Regions from separate parts of the Sus scrofa genome. Here region 1 is linked to region 2. A link is a contact called in public HiChIP or PLAC-seq data. All regions are on one chromosome and are shown on one strand. Each heading gives the region's core, a stretch centred on a gene start, on an enhancer-like site or on the middle of the called end of the contact. The rest is flanking DNA. Distances are from core to core; before and after follow the strand shown.

Region 1 (7,148 bases), core at 3,131-5,630, 590 kb before region 2:
CCAGCTGCAATTACCATTGTAATACATTATAACGCTTCATCTTCGAAGAACAGTACTTGAGGAGTTTCCATTGCAGCTCAGTGGAAACAAATCTGACTGGTATCCATGAGGACGAGGGTTCAATCCCTGGCCTCGCTCAGTGGGTTAAGGATCTGGCATTGCCATGAGCTGTGGTGTAGGTCACAGACATAGCTTGGATCCCATGCTGCTGTGCCTGTGGTGTAGGCTGATAGCTACAGCTCTGATTCGAACCCTAGCCTGGGAACCCAAGCTTGAACCTAGACTAGGCTCCTCGGAATTTTTATGAGCTCCATCCAGCTGAATTTTGACTCTTTCTAATCTAAAAGTTATCCTGAGTTAGATGGAGAATGTGGAGAAGAGCTCTATTTGGGGGAGGAATTTGTTGTTACTGTCATTTCTGTAGCTTAACATCTCTTTCAAACAAGCCACTTATCTCATGTCTACCAGTCTTGTTGCCTGGAGGCAAATTCTTCCTTCCACACCTGAATCCCAAACACTGGCAACAACCTGGAACACGGACATGAAGGCCAATTTGAAGCAGCCACCAAAGACAGCTTCAAGATCCGGTTACATGTAAAAGGGTCACAAAAGCAAAGAATTTTCCTGCTTAGATCTGGAATTAAACAACCAGGGTTATTCCATGTAAAACTTATTTGCAGAACAGAAACGGACTCACAGACTTTGAAAACAAACTTATGGTTACCAAAGGGGACAGGTGGGGGGCGGGGAAGATGGACTGGGAATTTGGGATAGGTGTATGCACACTGAGGTAAATGGAATGATTGGCCAATGGGGACCTGCTGTGTAGCACAGGGAACTCTACCCAATATTCTATGCTTATCTACGTGGGAATAAAATCTGAAAGAGAATGGATCTGTGTACATGTGTAACTAAATCACTTTGTTGTACAACAGAAATTATCACAATACTGTAAATAAACTATACCTCAATAAAACTTATAAATAATGGAAAAAAAAGTAAAATAAAATAAAGCATCAGGAGTTCAGAAAATATCAGAAGCTATCCAGAACTTTATCTAGAGCAGACTTACCTATGGGAACCCTCATATGTCTTATTTTAGGTGTCTGTCTACCTTTGGAATGAAGAAATGAAAAAAAGATGTCTTTAATCAATGTGTGTGTGTGTGTGTGTATGTGTGTGTAAGCATGTACAATAAAAGGCATATATGTTTACCTAACTTCAGCCTCAAAACCTCCTACAAGGAACAGAGAGCATAGTGGTCATGGTATCTATGGATAGAATGGACACACAGAATTTTCCTCCTGTAACATAAAATACATAGTAATCAACTATTGTCCGTATACCTGACTGTGTCTCCCATGAGAATACAGGCTTCCTGAGGGCAGGGACCTTATCTATTTCACTCATCATTGTGTTTCTCAGGTGTATGTTACAGAAGAGGCACCCAGTGATATGATGAATGAATGCATGAGCAATCACTGTTGCCACCGGTAAGCAGTGTGCACACAATCTTACTTTTGCCCTCACTGCCCTTAAAAATCTGTGGCCAAAGTATGGACCCTCTTGCAATCACCACCTCTCTCAGGGCTGAACAGTACACGTGTATCATCAGTCCCCACAAAGACTAGTAAGCTGGAACCATCCTAACCGGCCTCCATGACACTAGACCTTGGCCAGCCTCCAACCTGTTCATCTGGCAGCAGCCAGACTGCTATTCCCCTGCTTAAATCCACCCATGCTCCCTGGTGCTCAAGCCATGCTCAAAAGCTTACACTGTCCCAAAGGCACCACATGGTGCTATACTTCCAAGGCTCCCGCCTACCCAGAAGCCTCATCTCTCATTTGCTTGGCAGTCATCTTTCAATAAAGAACTCAAGCTTCCTTTCTCCTATGAGGCTTTACTCTTCCTTGTCCCCCTCGGAGAAACCGACCCCTCCATCTTTCGTCCCAAGGTACAATGGCAGACCTAGCATCACATTCATATCCCTGCGACTTACGTAAGCAAAGCTCCTATCATTTTATCATTAGCACAGTGTGTGGCATGCTATAGACATTGAACAACCACTTCCTGGATGGATTCATGGGTTCTGGAAAATCAAAGTGGAAAACTTTGTTAAGTTAATCTTTGCTTGATCTCTTCCTTCACTGGAGGAATATTTTCTGGACCCATTTATGAAGTCCTACATTTATCTTCTAAATCTACCAGAAAAATGATTGAAAGGAGAGACAATGGCATGTGCTATTGCTGCTGCTGTTGTTTAAGCAAACACTTGCTAACTAAGAATCTTTACAGAATACTGCCTACTTGTGATTGGGCCTGAGGCATCAAAAAAAAACAAAAAACAAAAAACAAAAAACCCAAATCAAGGAACCATGGTAAGAACCTCAGAGAGAAAAAACTTCTGAGATAGCAAGCAAGTTTTACCTCAAGTGTTCATGGTGACTAGTGGAAACCTGGAACACTGAATTGAGAAGGGCCTAGGGCTTCTCCTCAGTTCACAGGACACAGGGAGAGGCTTGTAGGCAATGCCTCCATTGCAGTGGCCAGGGGTGGGGGAGTGCGTATAGTACCACAGCCACCATGACTAGCCCTTCCCCTTCACTGAAGAGAAGACGAGACAGAGACCTCATAAACGGTGAGCTGAGGGTCACACAATTAGTGAGTGGTACAGCTGGGCCTGGAACTAGGCCTCTCATTACGTTCATGCATTCATTATTTATTGAGTGACTATGAGGTACTGCCCGGTGCCACTTGCTGGCATAAAATGATGAACAAAAGGAGTTCCCTTTGTGGCTCAGCTGGTCAATGAAACTGACTAGGATACATAAGGATGCAGGTTCAATCCCTGGCCTTGCTCAGTAGGTTAAGGATCTGGCGTTGCTGTGAGCCATGTGTAGGTTACAGACAAGGCTCAGATACTGCTTTGCTATGGCTGTGGTGTAGGCTGGCTGGTGTGTAGCTCCAATTCGGCCCCTAGCCTGGGAACTTCCATATGCCGCAAGTGCAGCCCTAAAAAAAAAAAAAAAAAAAAACCTCATCCCGAAAATTCAAACAATTCATAACTACGCTTTCTTTCCCTCCTTTATTCTATTTACCCCAACTTTTAAAAACACATTTAACCAAAAACTCCACAGTGATATTTAAAGTATTTTTCAGATAGCTATATCATGCTCAAATCTTATCATCAAAGTAATGTATCAACACAATGTTAGATGGTGTTAACTAAGCATATTGAGACCCTACATTTTACATTTTCTAGAGCTGAACAATCATCACTTTTACTCAGGAACTCAAATCAGTTCTTAATAGTTCTTACAGTAAGGAATTTCTATTTTTATTCTTAATTCAATTCTTACTACTAAAAGTTAAGCTAAATCCACTCTAACATCAAAGAAAACAGAAGAGTCATCATTTTACAGCAAATAAGAGGGCATATAAGATTTTGGTTTGCAACTCTTCTGTTTAATCTTTTTCTCTTTAAAAATGAGAAAAAATATTGGTGGAAAAAGCAAGCAGGAAAAGGGACTGCTCCGACATCTTCAATAATTTAGGCAAAAAAATTTTTTTCAAAGAAAGTAATTGACCCAGATAGAAATATTGATGTACCCAGAATTTTCACTAAGAAGTTTCCATTTTGACTCTGGAGTAAACACATGATTTTTCAAATTCATGGTTTGCAAAATCCCAAGGCACCAAGGAGCATTTATTTCCATAGAGTAATAAGACATATTCTGGTCTTACTCTAAACAGGACACAGAAAACAAAACTAATACTGTGAACAAACAAATCTTAGCTAAAACTCATTGAAATAATCCAAATGGTTTCCATTCCAGGGAAAATAGTAAGTCAGCAGTTTGCATACGGCTGCCTTTTCCAAACACACAAAATAAGCAAAAACACCACCAGAGGAAAGTGCAAATGCTGAACCCTTTCTATTTCTGTTTCCAGGGACTGCAGTTTGATCAATACTGCCGCCTGCAGAGCTCGGCCACCATTTATGCACACTTCTAGGTGGCCTCCTGTGTCTCACCCAGAGAGCCCAGAGGACTCCAGGAACAAGATTCAGGGAGCCATCAATCAAATCCAAAAGACAGCAACAAGAAAACCAGGGCCCCAGACTCCAAGGGTTAGAACAAGAACTGGAAAGCCAGAAAAGTTAATGTTTGAAGGAGTTGAGTACCCAGGACTATCACCAAGAACACTCAGCTTCCACAAGAAAACCATGGGAATAGAGGTAGGCTTTCCTTGAAGAACAAAAAATAGTAGGGGGGAAAAAAATAAACGAATCACAACCCTTCACCTACTACCATTAACAGCCTAGAGCTGGAGAAGAGCTATTGAGTAAAAATATTCTATATAAGGAAACTTACTAAAGGGAAGTATTCAAAACCTTTCACCCAGGATAGAAGACAATGCACCATGCAAAACCCTAAGTGGAGAAAGTCTAGCCAAGGTTATTTGAGAGCACATTCAGGCAGCATCCTAAAAAAATCAGATTATTTTTGAAGAATAACATTAACAGGAAAAAAAAAAGGCGGGGGGAGGGGAGAAAAGTGCTGTTTTAACTTCAAGACAGAGAACTTCCTTCCAAATCCCCAGTCTCCTACAGAACTTGAAAGGACAATAATTAGTCAAGAAAATAGCAAAATGAGGAAGTGGTATGCTCTTACAATTTCTGTTAATCCCCACCAGCTGTATTTTAAGAAATTCAGTGACATCAGCATTTATATTGGATCCAGGAAGAATGAGAGAACTATGACTGCAGACTATCATATGGGGGGGGGAGTGCAAAGAAATTTTGAGGCGACTGGAAAACACATTTGAAGACGTGGAAAATTAATCCACTTTGCAGCGAATCACTTCAACAGTTTTAAACAACAACACTGCCAAAAATACAGAAAAAGTAGAAAAGGAAGCATAGGCACTCCAAACCTAATCAAATGATCCAGTGGAACTTCTGAAAAAAAAATTCACTGAAACAAGTGAACTGAACATTTCTGAAAACAGAAAGCAATCTAGCCATTTATGAACGACAAAAACCAAAGAATCATTATTAGGCAAAAGACTATCGCTCTGAAAAAAAAAAAATATGTGCTATCGAAGAACCTGTAAAAATTGAGTTATTTTGGTTATGATGTGCATTACCTTCTTGAAGACAGGCCATGAGTCAATTCCATGGTCTCCTTTGTCCCAGTGAGAGAAAAGAGTTTGTGAGAAAACCATTGCAGTATTTTCAAGGTGTCCCATCTGAGCTCAGAGATGGACCCGGAACAGGTGTGAACTCCCAACCCAAATGCCCTTAGCTTTTACTCAGGTCAGAGTCAGAGGCACAAGAAAACCACACCAAAGCTGACTGACCAAACAACCTAAAGAAGAGTTGAAAAGACTCACCAGGGCTGCCTCGGCCCTTTGGCTGAACATTGGATCCACTGAACCGAGCCAGAGAGGAGATTATTACGGAGCTAGGACAGCTGCTACTCTGCCACACACTTAACGTGCACCTTCTCTCAACTCAAGGGAGACCAAGTGAGAGATAGAGTGATAATTAAGAGGATCCTTGGCAGCAGGAACCAGCTTCTTGAACAAACCAGTAATTGCTGCCTACTTAAAATGACAGGGAATCCAGCCAGGAAGGAGGGAGGTGCTAACAATGAGAATCATAAAAGGTAAAGTTGACTTTACATCAACAGGTTACTTGGTTTCCATTCAAAAATTGTTCCTTATCTACAGATTCAGTTAATAGAGATAGCAAATAAATGGAAAACCATATACAGGAGGGCTCAATATCAATAATCCTTCCAGAAATATTACCAAAGATGCAAGATCTCCCCTTCACACAAGCTCTGACCCCCAAAATGTCAGACATTGATCATGAGATGATGATCCATTTGGACATGGTGTTATAGTGGAAAATAAACATTTTCCCCACACATAATTGATATAGTTGAGCTGGATATCCTTTGAAAATACCCAGCCTGTTGAGAAGATTTTAACAGCAGCCACAGACACAGTTTAGGCTCCCTACTCTAAAATTAAGACAGTTTCCTTGTTGGTACCTCCGTAGGAAAGAAAAGGTATTTAACTTAGAAGTTTTTTCCTACCAGAATGACTGAACAGGTAACGGACGGCATGCATTGTCTCTGGTTTAAACCTGCCAACCCCGAGAAATAAGAGAGCACTGATGACCCAACACTCAATAGACAATATTCCCTCAGAGAAGACCGGTACCTACAAAACACTCTCCAGCAAGAAATAGAGCAATGGGACTTCCCACTAGGGCACAGCGGTTTAAGGAACCAGCATTACTGCAGCTGTGGCATAGGTCACAGCTGTGGCTCGGATTCAATCCCTGGCCGGGGAACTTCATATGCCACAGGTGAGGCCCTAAAAAAAAAAAAAAGAAAAAGACCGATGTACCTCTAACATTTTTAGATACCCAGAGACATAGACAGATGAGTATTCCATCTTACACCATGGGGAGATGTCTACAGAGATAAATCAAAGCAGCAGGCATACAGTTTTGTAATGACTAATGCTGACCAAAATGCTTCGTAAAATCAGTACCACAAGTAGAGACCCACCTTGTTCATTCACTCAGGAAGTCCCTGGCTCTCTGATGGTGTTACAAAAGATGCCCTGATGCTCTCAAAAAAAAAAAAAAAAAAACAGATCATTGCAAGGCTACAGGCTTCCTGACAAGACACAGCCCAGAGGTCTCTATTGATACTATCTCATGCAAATCTATAACATTTCGCATGGTAGTTAAAGATACATGTGAGGCAGGAAACCAGGAACAGAAGATTTGAAAACTTCAAATGGATGACATTTTTCTTTGTATACATAAGAATTACATTTTTTTAAAATTGTTGGTCTTTCTTCTCTTTCACTAAACAAGAGTGTGAACGCTTTTACATTCATTCTGTCAATTTCTAACCCATCACTGCTAGAACCCACAAAGTACATGGCTCATCATTAAAGCCATCAACTAGTATTTTTATAACATCTTCCTCTCCATTAGATCATTATATTCTTTTATTGAAAATATTTAACTCAATACTTTGCAATGACTAATGTTTTTAACACCCACATGTCAAGGCAGAAGTTATGTTCATTACACAACATTATGATGTTTCAAGACCTTTGG
Region 2 (6,981 bases), core at 2,096-4,595:
CCAATGTCAGATCAGCCTCTTCTCCCCCACAAAGGCTGCCTTCACTGTGGTCTAGCTACTGCTCTCCTGTTGGGATAAAAGACCCTCCGAAGATGCGTGGAGTTTTTCTTAGGCTTTGATGCAAGTTGTACATCATCAGTTTATCTTCCCTGTTTTCAAGAAAGGATACAGGTTACCTAATTGACAGAACGTGTTTCTCTTCTCATTTTGACTTTGTAAACCCAGTGGATTCTGTTGTGTGGTTGCTTTGGAAACCTTAAAAATCCTATTGCCGTTCAAGAGCTGTTAAATATTTGAAGTGATGTCCCTTTTTTCCTTATCTTGGTCCTCTCCTTTTTTTTTTTTTTTTTTTTTGTATTTTTAGGGCCACATCTGCAGCATATGGAGGTTCCCTTCCCAGGCTAGGGGTCCAATTGGAGCTATAGCTGCCAGCCTACACCACAGCCACAGCAACATGGGATCCAAGCCACCTGCCACCTGTCACCTACACCACAGCTCACGGCAATGCCAGATCCTTAACCCACTGAGAGAGCCCAGAGATCGAAGCCCCATCCTCGTGAATACTAGTCAGGTTCATTACCTCTGAGCCATGACAGGAACTCCTCTCCTTTTTTCTTTTACAAGTTTGCCTTTCTTCTCCTGCAGACCCGAATCGTCATCTCAGCACTGCCGCCAGCGGAGTGGGAGCCTGGAGTCCCAGTCTCACCTGCTCTCTGAGATGGACCACGATAAGCCATTTTTCTCCCTTTCCAAATCCCAAAGAAGCAGCAGCACAGAAATCCTGGATGACGGGTCTTCCTACACCAGCCAGTCAAGCACGGAGTATTACTGTGTGACACCAGTGGCCGGGCCCTATTACACTACCCAGACTCTGGACACTCGCTCCAGGGGCCGGAGAAGGTCCAAAAAACAGAACGTTTCGACTTCAAATTCAGGAAGCATGCCCAACCTAGCACAAAAGGATAGTTTGAGGAATGGTGTCTACTCCAAGAGTCAAGAGCAGACATCTTCCAGTTACTACATTGCCGGGTACACGCCGTACGCAGAGTGTGATCTCTATTACAGTGGTGGCTATGTCTATGAGAACGACATGGAGGGACAGTACAGTGTCAACCCTTCCTACCGGTCGTCAGCCCACTATGGGTACGACCGCCCCAGGGACTACAGCAGGTCCTTTCATGAAGATGAGGTCGACCGGGTACCCCACAACCCATACGCCACTCTCCGGCTGCCAAGAAAGGCTGCTGCAAAGTCAGAGCACATCACCAAAAACATCCACAAGGCCTTAGTTGCAGAGCACCTGCGTGGCTGGTACCAGCGGGCCTCTGGGCAGAAGGAGCAGAGCCACAGCACACAGACTAGCTTTGACTCTGACCGGGGCTCGCAGAGAAGCCTGGGCTTTGCCGGCCTACAGGTACCCTGTTCTCCAAGCAGCCGAGCATCTTCCTATTCTTCAGGTAAGAATACCCTGGAGGCTGAGTTCCCTGGTGACCTAAGAGTTTAAGATCAGGTGTTGTAGTGACTGCTGTGGCTTGGGTCACTGCTGTGGCAGGGGTTCCATCCCTGGCCTGGGAAGTCCCACATGCCTTGGGTGTGGCCCAAAAAGGAAGGGAAAAAAAATAGCACAGAGGCCTTTGTACTCAGATTTCATTAACATTGTGTCCCCAGCTACCCCAAACCACTCCCCTCAAGGACCATGAGACCAGGACCCAAGATCATAAGGGTGTAGCTATTGGGTGGAGCCACAGGTTAAAATCCAACAAACATTTACTGAGCACCTACTCTCTGTGCTGCCCTGTGTTAGAGGCTTTCCTGTATTTTATCTTTTCTAGGTCTTGTGTTGATGGCCACATCTCTTTAAAGTGTTCAGGCTTTGCAATTAATATGTACCCACTACTATATATAAGATAGATAATCAACAAGGACCTGCTGTATAGCACAGGAAAATTATATTTTATATATATATATCAGTATTTTGTAATATGCCATAAGGGAAAATAACTTGAAAAAGAATATGTGTTTATAATAGTTTATATAAAACTAATAAAAATTTTATATATATATATATATATAAAACTGAATTCCTGTGCCATACACCTCAAACTAACATAACATCATAAATGAACTATACTTCAATAAAAATTGGAAGTTCCCATTGTGGCTCATTGGTTAATGAGCCCAACTAGTATCCACAAGGATCTGGTGTTGCTGTGAGTTGTAGTGTAGGTTGCAGACACGGCTTGGATCCCCCGTTGCTGTGGCTGTGGCGTAGGCCGTCAGCTGTGGCTCTCATTTGACCCCTAGCCCGAGAATGTCCACATGCCATGGGTGCGGGTCCTAAAAAGCAAATAAATAAATAAATAAAAATAGTTTTCAGGGCATTGAGTTTTGATATATTAAAAGAATAGGATAAACACTTATGTAAGAAGAAAGCCTTTAGGATTATACATCCTTCCCTGTTCACCACGAGGAATTGGATCATCTAAAAGCAGTTTATTCCTGGAATTCCGGTTGTGGCTCAGCAGTAATGAACCCAACTAGTATCCATGAGGATGTGGGTTTGATCCCTGGCCTTGTTCAGTGGGTTACGGTTCTGTTATTGCCATGAGCTGTGGCGTAGGTCAAAGATGCAGCTTGGATCCCACGTTGCTTTGGCTGTGGTATAGGCCAGCAACTGTAGCTCCAATTTGACTACTAGCCTGGGACCTTCCATATGCCACCCGTGTGGCCCTAAAAAGACGTACATACATACATAAATGCCATTCATTCCGAGTGCTTAGGAATCTGTGTAAGTCTTCTAGTAAGTCTGACTGGAGCTGGCATTTACTAAGCACTGTTCTTGGCACTGTTCTAAATACTCCTCAGGCCTTGACTCAATCCAGTAATCATATATCCTCCACTTTCTGGTTAATTTAAGGGACTTTCAAAGGTAATTTTGATTAGAGAGATTCTCTTCATGCATTGACTTTGGTCCCTAAGTCTATTGCATACCCCGAGCTGTGCCAGTTACCTTAAGTAGGGATATGAGGGCTTAAGAGAAAAATCTTCCTCTGGTTTCACTTATTCAGCTAACAAGCGGGCACATCCAAGATGCTGAGGAGCCAGTTTCTGGCCTGGATAAGTTCACGGTCTAGTTAGCAGCCAGAGGGATGTATGAAAATGAAGCAGCACTAAAGCTTAAAGAAATGAATTCTCGAACTGCACAAAAAAGACCAAGGTCATGAGTCTTGCCCCCTCTTGCAAGTATGACGCCTTAGTGAGACATAGCACAGGGATTCCTGAATCATTTTGTGATCATCTGTGAAAACTGTACCTTTAAAAGTTTCCTAAGTTTGTTGACAAGAGGTGTTTCCATGGAGATTTCTGTTTGGGTTCCAGTTCTCTCCTCTTTGTGCAGGACTTTGGACTTCTGCTAGGGTTTCCCCATTTATTACCACATGTAACATATGAAAAGGCTCCTGTAATTATTTCATATTTGTGGCTGTGATCCAGAGATTGCCTTTCTTCCCCTTCAAAGTTCAGGGCGCTGCATGAGAAACTTTCCGAAACCAAAGAAGGAGGACTGAGATACCTGTGTATAGTCAGCAGGGCACAGGGCTGGGGTAATGCCTCTTTAAACAAGAAGCAGCTGTAACTCTGAAACTTCAACATTCCCGGCCATTGTCTCAGCACTGGGGCAAAGGTGAGAATGGAGATAATGCTTCCTGGACCCAGTGTGACAGCGTGAGCCTGGCTGATTCCAGCAGGATTGACCCCACAGGCCAAAAGGCATCACAGGGATGGAATCAGTGCTTCTAGAATTCCTTTTTGGGATTTTCCTCTTTCCTACTACATTTTATAGTTGATGTATTACAACAGGCATGCACCATTCTCATGGAGAGATAAGTTTCCAGTTATTTGCTGAATTAGTCAGGGGTTTTGCAATCCCTTCCAGCCACCTAAAGGCTCTCCTGGTGACTCAGTTTTAGGAGTAGTAGCAGCCACTTTTATTGGCAGCTTACCCTGTGCCACCCAGTTTGCTCAGCCCTTTATTTGCGCTCTCCCATTTAGTGTATGCGACAATTCTATGTAGGGAGTGCTGTTGTCATGTTTATTATTATTATCCTAATCTTGCAGCTGAGACACTTCTGCCTTACAGGGTTTAAATGACCCTGCCCAATCTCCAAAGCCGGTAAGTGGTGAAGTAGGAATTCTATTACAGTGTGACATCCTAACCACCACGCCTCACAACCCCTGACTTAGAGATATGAAACCTTCTTAGAAGCTCAAAGTGAGGATCTTACATCGTTAAGTCAAACCTTTGTGGGCATCCAGGACCACAGATGAGTTTTGAAATGTGTTTGTTGCATGCTGGTTCCACATGCTTTGTGGGGGTGAGAAGAGAGAAGGTTGACTGCCAGGAACAGGAAATAGAGGAGATCAGGAAGGACCCAGGAGCAATGGTGGTATTTTGAGTCCTAGGTGACCGGCATGACATCATGCATCCTAGGCACAGAGCAGAACTGGTTATATTTATTTACTTACTTTGGCCATGCCTGTGGCATGTGGAAGTTCCCTGGCCAGGGGTTGAACTAGTGCCACAGCAGCAACCTGAGCCACAGCAGTGATAATACTGGATCCTTAACTACTAGGCTACCAGGGAACTCATGGACGGTTTAAGAGAGAGGACAGCAAACGCCCAGCGATGAGGCATTCACTGGGTTTTGCTCCCAAATTATGCCTTTGCCTTGTTCGGATTAGTGCCCTCAGAAGAGCTAAGTCTCTTCTTCCTGAAATCTTTCCTGTCCTAGTTACCCTCCCCCACTCCCACTCCCCCCACGCACACTTTTTTTTTTTTTTTCCCCCAAAAAATGACTTGATCCTGCTAGTGGCCAATATTGCCTTTGGCTGAGGAATGGACAGGTCTCAACAAATCGACGTATAGAATGCTTTTCCTCCAAAGGGCTCCAGGAAACTCAAACTTGTCACCTTATCTTTATGATGGAAGCCTGTGAAGCTATCCAGCCACCATAGCCTGACTGGGAAGATTCTTTCCATATATGAGACTTCTTTTCTGGCTTGTCTTCTGGGTTTGGGGTTTTTTCGGGTTTTTTGCTTTTTAGGGCCGCACTTGTGGCACATGGTGGTTCCTAGGCTAGGGGGTCAAATCAGAGCTACAGCTTCAGGCCTACACCACAGCCATAGCAATGCCAGATCTGAGCCAAGTCTTCGACCTACCCCACAGCTAATGGCAGTGCTGGATCCTTAACCCACTGAGCAAGGCCAGGAATCAAACCTGCATCCTCATGGATACTAGTCGGGTTTGTTAACTGTTGAGCCACGAAGGGAACTCCTTGGGTTTTTTTTTTTTTAATAGCATGTCTTTCAATTAACTTTATTCATATCTACAGTAATCATAGTTATCATTTATTTCCAGGCACAGTGCTAAATATTTTCACAAGTTAATTTGTTTAATCCTGATATTATCCCTACACAAAATATATTTATACTCTTAGCTCCACATTACAGATGATAAAACTGAGGCTTAAAGAGGTTAAGTTATTTGCCCAAGGTCACATGGCCAGTAAGTGACCACATTAGAATAGGAGCTCTATTGGTTCTAAACATTGGCTCTTAAGCACAACTCTGCACACAGCTGATTATATTGTACATCTAAATGGCCTAAATAGTTCACTTTGAATGGTCCCACTAATTTTATCTTTTCATTTTTAGTGTCTTCTACAAATGCTTCTGGAAACTGGAGGACCCAGATAACCGTAGGGCTATCTGAATATGAGACCCCAGCACATCCTTCGTACACCAGCTGCTATGGCAACATCTATAATCCTTTGTCCTCTCCAGGCAGGTGAGAAAGCAATGCTCAAAAATGCTATTACTCTGTTCCTGGTCAGAATTCAGGAATCTAAGTTGATTTTATGAACACTAAGTGATCTAGCTCAAGGTTTGTCAAAGGCCAACCTTTGTCTGAGGGCCAAAACCAGCTGCCACCTATGTTTATAAATAAGGTTTTATTGGAAAACACCCATGCTCATTCATTTACATGTTATCCATGGCTGTTTTTGTGCTATGGAGGCAGAGCAGAGTGGTTGCAAGAGAGATCATATGGCTGAAGCCAAAAATATCTGGCCCTTTAAGAAAAAGCTTATTAAGGAATTTGCCGGTGGCCCAGCAGCTTAAGGATCCAGCATTGTCACTGCTGTTGCTCCAGTAGCTGCTATGGCGCGGGTTTGATCCCTGGCCTGGGAACCTTCACATGCCATGGCCACAGCCAAACAAAAAAGAAAGAAAGAAAAGAAATAGCTTATTGATGCTTAATCTAGCTCATTTAAATTTTACCCTGTTTTTGTTTTTTTGTCTTTTTGCCTTTTCTAGGGCCGCTTCCCAAGGCATGTGGAGGTTCCCAGGCTAGAAGTCTAATCGGAGCTGTAGCCACCAGCCTACACCACAGCCACAACAATGCAGGATCTGAGCTGCATCTGCAACCTACACCACAGCTCACGCAATGCAGGGTCCTTAACCCACTGAGCAAGGCCAGGGATCGAACCTGCAACCTCATGGTTCCTAGTCAGATTCGTTAACCACTGTGCCACGATGGGAACTCCAATTTTACCCTGTTCTTAGAGTTCTGTACATTACATTCTGTGTTTGAAGGGTTCTTATAAATTGTTCTACTTGAAGCTATATTATTGGTATTTTCATTAAGATTCTTCTGGCCTTGCGGGAAAAACAGCTACATCGGAAAAGGCTGTTCATACCAAGATGCCTCATAGACAGTTGTTGAGCTTGATTTCAAACATTTGCTGCCTTTTTTTATCTGACCACTGTGTTCATTAAGAAGCAACAGACATAGCCAGCTGTCCTGTGCATTTGTAATAGCAGTTCTTTGTAAACATTTAGAGGAAACAGACAAGACCAACTTGTTAAAATGTGGTTTTTAAAAAGATTACCAACTCTCGATTATGTGCTTTTCAGTTCTTTGCA

Evidence for each region. HiChIP or PLAC-seq counts read pairs in DNA pulled down with a chosen protein or histone mark.
Region 1: an H3K27ac HiChIP or PLAC-seq map of alveolar macrophages shows a contact between it and region 2. The contact joins two enhancer-like sites. A contact is called at or near these places in 1 of 47 Hi-C or Micro-C datasets (epiblast stem cells) and 1 of 2 datasets of contacts at active chromatin or transcription factors (alveolar macrophages).

Annotation. Positions count from the first base shown.
Region 1 is chr13:51,199,728-51,206,875 of Sscrofa11.1, reverse strand. It overlaps a transcript of MITF not described here. Among named protein-coding and RNA genes, the nearest start is that of MITF, 180 kb to the left of the region's middle. Within about 2 kb of position 4,380, at least 20 of the 83 cell types and tissues checked have an H3K27ac peak or open chromatin away from gene starts, as enhancers often do. A contact at or near this core is called in alveolar macrophages, where this site is marked.
Region 2 is chr13:50,608,360-50,615,340 of Sscrofa11.1, reverse strand. It overlaps FRMD4B (FERM domain-containing protein 4B), which reads left to right. Exons shown (of 23, transcript XM_021069209.1): 21 at 646-1,457; 22 at 5,713-5,845. Among named protein-coding and RNA genes, the nearest start is that of LMOD3, 58 kb to the right of the region's middle. Within about 2 kb of position 3,345, at least 36 of the 83 cell types and tissues checked have an H3K27ac peak or open chromatin away from gene starts, as enhancers often do. A contact at or near this core is called in alveolar macrophages, where this site is marked.